2 separate regions of the Mus musculus genome follow, and region 2 is linked to region 1. A link is a contact called in public Hi-C data. All regions are on one chromosome and are shown on one strand. Each heading gives the region's core, a stretch centred on a gene start, on an enhancer-like site or on the middle of the called end of the contact. The rest is flanking DNA. Distances are from core to core; before and after follow the strand shown.

Evidence for each region. A called contact is a pair of places that touch in the nucleus more often than the background predicts.
Region 2: a contact with region 1 is called in a Hi-C map of the G1E-ER4 cell line, with 6 times the contacts expected there. The contact joins two enhancer-like sites. A contact is called at or near these places in 1 of 39 promoter capture datasets (neural stem cells), 8 of 15 datasets of contacts at CTCF or cohesin (CD8 T cells, the G1E-ER4 cell line, the NIH/3T3 cell line and 4 more), 171 of 484 Hi-C or Micro-C datasets (the 63-12 cell line, the AML12 cell line, B cells and 88 more), 22 of 115 datasets of contacts at active chromatin or transcription factors (the 230-238 cell line, CD4 T cells, CD4 single positive thymocytes and 17 more) and 1 of 9 other capture datasets (embryonic tail).

What each region holds. Positions count from the first base shown.
Region 1 is chr19:61,083,290-61,086,075 of GRCm38.p6, reverse strand. It overlaps Grk5 (G protein-coupled receptor kinase 5), which reads right to left. Exons shown (of 16, transcript NM_018869.3): 13 at 1-4. It also overlaps a transcript of Zfp950 not described here. Among named protein-coding and RNA genes, the nearest start is that of Zfp950, 56 kb to the left of the region's middle. Within about 2 kb of position 1,370, at least 120 of the 459 cell types and tissues checked have an H3K27ac peak or open chromatin away from gene starts, as enhancers often do. A contact at or near this core is called in the G1E-ER4 cell line and erythroblasts, where this site is marked.
Region 2 is chr19:60,841,571-60,844,466 of GRCm38.p6, reverse strand. It overlaps Sfxn4 (sideroflexin 4), which reads left to right. Exons shown (of 14, transcript NM_053198.4): 12 at 173-258; 13 at 2,231-2,348. Among named protein-coding and RNA genes, the nearest start is that of Sfxn4, 18 kb to the left of the region's middle. Within about 2 kb of position 1,251, at least 7 of the 459 cell types and tissues checked have an H3K27ac peak or open chromatin away from gene starts, as enhancers often do. A contact at or near this core is called in the G1E-ER4 cell line and erythroblasts, where this site is marked.

The sequences.
Region 1 (2,786 bases), core at 121-2,620:
GCAGCTGTGACAAGAGAGTCTCGTGAGGTCATATGACTGGGCCTTTCCATCTGCCCATAGGCCAGAAGGACAAAGGAACATCTGTGACTGTAGCTCTAGCCTCCCCAGTGCCACCCCCTAAAACTCAGTCTGGAGGAGGATGTCTCCCCAGTTAGAAGAACTGAAGCATCAGCAAGGACAGGATCAGATCATATCTTTGTCATGCTTTCAGTTGCCCTGTGTATACTCTCAGGCTGGTGGCTCAGGTTAGAGCCTACCCTCTGGGCTTCTCTTTTCTATTTTATTGTATTTTTTATATTGTTCACTTATTGTGTGTCGATGTATGTGCCACAGCATTTGTATGGAGATCAGAGGACAACTTTGTAGAGTCAGCTTTGTCCCTCTACCTGTCACAGAGGTTCCAGGACTTGAACTCAGATCACCAGGATTGCATTAAAAAATGCTTTACCTGCTGAGCCATCTCTCTGGCCCCAAGTTTCTCTATTCTAGACATAAGTAACTGGGCCATGCTCCATCCATTCCAAGAAACACCAAAGAAGCAAGAATGTGCAGTAGCTGAGCCTGTTAATGCAGCCCCCTAGAGTCTACTGTGCTGGCAGATGGCCGGATCATCAAGGATAAGAAGATGAAAAAAAAAAGGATGAGGTAGGGCTGGGTTGCTTATCAGCTTCTACCAGGAAGGAATGGTATGTAAACGACACTTCTGCTTTCCAAAAGAAGTGATAGAAAATCAGGGTTTTAGGATAAAATATCTTCATCTGAAAAGCTTGGTTATTAAGTTAGTATTTGTCTATTTCTAAAATATACCACACAGGTGGAATAGAACACCCACCTATATGGTGTCAGGGATGGTATCAGGCGTACATTATCAAGAGAGAAGGTGTGGGTGCAGTGGGAGAAGACAGAGTAAGTTCCCTGTATGTGGGGGACCACATATGATCTGGAATGACTGGGAGAGTCAAATGGTGAAGGACTCAAGGGAGTGTGGAGAAGCTACAGCGATGGGGCACAGCAGGAGCCTCAGATTCAGCATTAGATCCAAGGGACAGGAAAGCTGGGTGTGTGGACATCTCTCTCAAGGGGCATGGCTGCCAAGATGGAATGGAGAACAACTTCCCTGCTGATTGTGTAGCTGCCTCTATGGTTTATAGGTCAGGTATTGCAGTAGCCTGAGTCAGCACCTGCTAAAGGGATAAGAGCAGAGTGGCCAGACTGAGATGCTGTGGCTTACAAAGTCCAGACCAGAATCCAAGACCCCAAGAGAAGACAGAGCAAGGCTTGAGGTTTCTGGAGGTACTTTCATGTGTACAATCATTTGGCACTTTTCAGCCAACACATTTCCCTCGGTGGCCACAAGGGGGCAGGAGAGGGACAGCTTTGGTCCTGGTTACAGCAAGAGCTTCAGCTCACAAAACCTGAGGTTGAAATGGAGGTTTGTGGGGAAGTGGAGAGGTGGTGATAGTGGTAGTGGTTAGAAGCAGAGATCATGTTTGCTCCATTCTCTCAGTATGTCCATGTCCCTATTGATGTTTCTTGAGACAGGCTTTTTGGGACTCCTGACCTAAGAATGTGATGCCTCTTATAGTCTTGTTACATCACGCAGACAGCTGACCATGACATAACAAGTACCACTGGCAGCCATCTCTCCACATCCCTAACCCCTGCTGTCTATCTCTCCACTACCTCATCCCGACTGCACCGCTGTGACAGTGCTTCTTTGAGACTGGTTAACAGGTTGTGGGGTTGTGGTCTACATGTTACATACCTTCTTCATCATGTCTTTGACACATGTCAGTAGCAGAGGAACACTTCCTCTTTTAGATATGATCAGAGGGCAGATCCAGCCCCACATCCTTACCACAGCTCTATACACAGAAGTGGCCAAGCAGGGGTGGTTGAAGTAGCCAAGCCCCCAGGGATCCCTGGTCCTCTGAATGTAGAAGCTTAGTTACTTCAAGTTTCTAGTCTTGGTCTTCTCTAAGCTCTACCCTGAGCTACTGGTATGTGTTCCCTTGAACCTTCCCAGGGCTACTTGGGGACTCAGGAATGAGAGGAGAGGCCCCTTTCAGGCCTCTGCTCTCTGCTCTCTTCTTTGCTGCTCAGGGTGTAGTATGGCTCCAGAGGAAGGTACTTTGCCACATTGGCTTACAAGTGTGTGTATCTAGGCACTTGAGGACAGAAAGCATCAGAGGGCATCTTCCTGTGGTGAGTCTTAGGAGACTGAGAGCCAGGCAAGAGCAGGAAGTAGCTGACTCCATACCAAACCCAAGGAAGGGCCTAAGGACCAGCTATGGAACAGTGTCCACCTTGGCTGAGGGAACCTTACAGCCCCTATCACTCCTTCCTCTTTAGCTGTCCAGTATCCACACCTGGCCCCAACACACTCCAGTCACTCTAATCTCTTCACTTGAAGGTCCTGCCCATCCACACATGCTGCCATACAGAACTTGAGCTGGGACCACCGTTCTACACAGTGAATGGAACACTGAGAATATGTTCAACAACTCCAAGGACTTTAACACCTCTCTTGCAGTCCTTGTCCTCAGTCCCCCGTGTCTAGAATCCAGAGTGGAGGGAATAGGAGGCCAAGTTCAAGGGCAGGAACTTGCCTGTGAACCAACTTGGGCTATCATCTTTATGCTTTGCTGACTTTTCTACAAAGCTACACACACTCATGGGTGTTCACGTCAACCCATATTCCTTGATTCACAGGGTATCCTGTCCAATATGCAGGTGTTGTAGGCAGAGGCTGGAGGCACCACTGGGCAGCAACCTATGAGCAGCAT
Region 2 (2,896 bases), core at 2-2,501, 240 kb after region 1:
GCCATCTTATAAACACCTGCCCCTGGACAGACCCCCATAAAGTGTCATCTCTACCTCTTTCCTAGTAAGCATTAACTCAGTTTAAAAGGAGTTGCTGTGTGCTAGTCTCTGGTGTGGGCCCTGAACATTGTTTCCCTCCCAGTACTAAGCTGTTCCCTTGGCCTTTCTACAGGCTATTAAAGATACAGCGAAATCCAGAGCAGTGCTGTTTGGGACCTCAGCCTTGGCCCCTGAACTCTTTATCCACATCTTTAAAAGGTAAGAAGGCCCTATATGGTCAAACCCATCTAAAAAAGAAAACCAGAAAAGAAATAAACAAACAAAAACCCTTATAAATTCACCTACTACAAACCTAGAGAGAGGAGTGGGCATGAGGGCCATTTGTAGCCTTCCTATAAGACAGACCAGTAGGACAGAATCTATTAGGAAGAAGAGGAATTTAGAAGAGTTGTTTACCTGAACCTTGAGCCTAAGGCTTCTCCTTGGTTAACTGTCTCTTGACTTGACCATAAGCTATTTCTGGCTGCAGGCAGAACATAGTGGGGTGATCTTTAGGTTCTCCCAATTCTGATAGGAACACTGCTCAGTCTTTATCCTTCCTTGACTTCAATGTACTTTAATAGGTTCAAATTGCTCCCAGTCCAGTAGACTGACATGATACAGGCTAGGGCTGAAGAAATGTAGGTGGAGTGTTTATCTAGTCTGCACAAAGCCTGGGTTTGATCCCGGGTACTTCACAAATGGCATGATATAGTACATAGTATAATCCTTGTACTTGGATGGTGGAGGCAGGATGAGGATCTGGACTACATACTGGATTTAGGCCAGCCTACCTCATAAATAAACAAGATACTCCTGTAGGCAGAGATGATGGGGTTTGTCAGGGCTCCTGTGGTTGCCAATTGATAAACTCAGCTTGCAGTTACAGATATAGATATCTGGCACAGGCAGGAGTAGTTTATAGCACTGAACCTGAAATACCTCTGCTGAATGTTTCCCTTTTCTTCAGCCCTGTGGTGTTAGAAGTCTTCTGCCAAAGTCTTCTATGAAGAGACACAGCTGCTGACAACTCCCAGTCATAGCCTCCCCATCAGAGAGCCCATACAGCAAAACTTAGATGCAGATCTCTCTTCATTCAGATAAGAGACTCCAGAACTTTCTATGAGAACATGATAGTCATTCACTCCCCCATGGCAAGTCTAAAACACCCACCCAGCACCCCATGAGGGTCACATTTTGGGAAATAAGGAAATACCTTGGACAGAGCCAACTGTCCCTTCCCACTGATGAGCCAGCCAGATGGATGCAGAGACTTGCTTAGTTGGGATCTTCCTGGGCTGTTCTGGCCATCCTCAACCCCATATCTCTGTCAGAGCTGCAGAGCTTGTCAAACATGAATGATATACAGGATTTTTGTAGGGTTAAAGTGACATTTGTTTCTAGGGAGTGGTGTGAAGTCTGAAGGACAGAGCCATTAGATGATCTCACAGAACTAGTGTCTCAGAACCATGACAGCAGATAGCATCCACAAAAGAGCATCTTGGGAACTTTCTATCTCATTTTCCTCTTTTTGAACCTCAAAAAACAACAAGCAAAACCCAGAAAATCCAAGGAGTAGATAGGGCAAGTGAGCACATGTTCTGTCAATAGAACACACCTGTCAATAGCACAGACTATTCATGTGGCCTCAGGGATCTGACTCCACAAGCTGGAATCCTACACATATCATTATACTGCTTCTCCCATTCTTTAAATATCACACAGCCAGGCCGTGGTGGCACAGATCTTTAATGCTAGAATTCAGGAGAAAGGGAAGCAGATCTTTGAGTTCAAAGCCAGCCTAGTCTACAGAACAGATTCTCCAGGCAGAATAGCCAGGGATACAGGAGACACCTTGTTTCAAAACAAAACTACAACCAAACAAAAGACTATCACATAATACAATTTGAGTCATATGCTCTAGAATCTGAACTATCACTTCAGGCTCTGGAATTCCAACAAGTTGCTCTATCTAACTGGTCAATGTCCCATTCCCTGAGTAGATAAACCTCACCCAGAGCTTAGTCCATGTGCCTTTTAGAGCCTGCTGGTAGGTGGTTGTGCAGTGATCCAGGCATATGCCTGTAACTGCATGCAGAGCCAAATCAGCCACCACTGAAACAGAGGGCCTGCTTCAGAAAAGAGGACAAAAGCGTTGGACTGCGTGTGAGCTATGCCTTGTCTCTTACAGGACGAGGTTTTACCCACAGACTCTGCTGTCACTCGTGATCCTGAGAATGAGTTCCACATTCTTTATGATGGGACTGATGGTGCCAGTGTCATTCAGCATGTTTCCACAGATTGGACAGGTAAGGACCCCACTGCTTTCCCACAGATGAGAAACTGGGTTTTTATTTCATGTTTGTAGTAAAAGAAGTAATTTTAGTCAGGTGGTAGTGATGCACACCTTTAATCCCATCCCTTAGGAGGCAAAGTCAGGGGAATCTCTGAGTTTGATGCCAGCATGATCTACAGAGCAAGTTCTAGGGCTATACAGAGAAACCCTGTCTTAAAACAAAAACAAACAATAAAAACAAAGAAGTAATTTTATTTTAAAAACTACAAAGTTAGGGCTTTAGTGATGGCCCATGAGGCCAGCCTGGTCTACAGAATGAGTTCCATGATGGCCAAGACTACACAGAGAAACCCTATCTTGACCAACAACAACAATAGTAGATTTACTGCACTTGCTGAGTGAGGTCTTAGATTCCATTCCCAGCAGCCACATGGTAGCTAGCAGCACATCAGGTTTCGTGGTGGCACAACCTGTAATCCTAACTCTCAGGAGGTTGATGTAGAGGATTTTAAGTTTATGGACAGCTTAGCCTTCATAGCAAGTCCCTGTCTCAGAAACTAA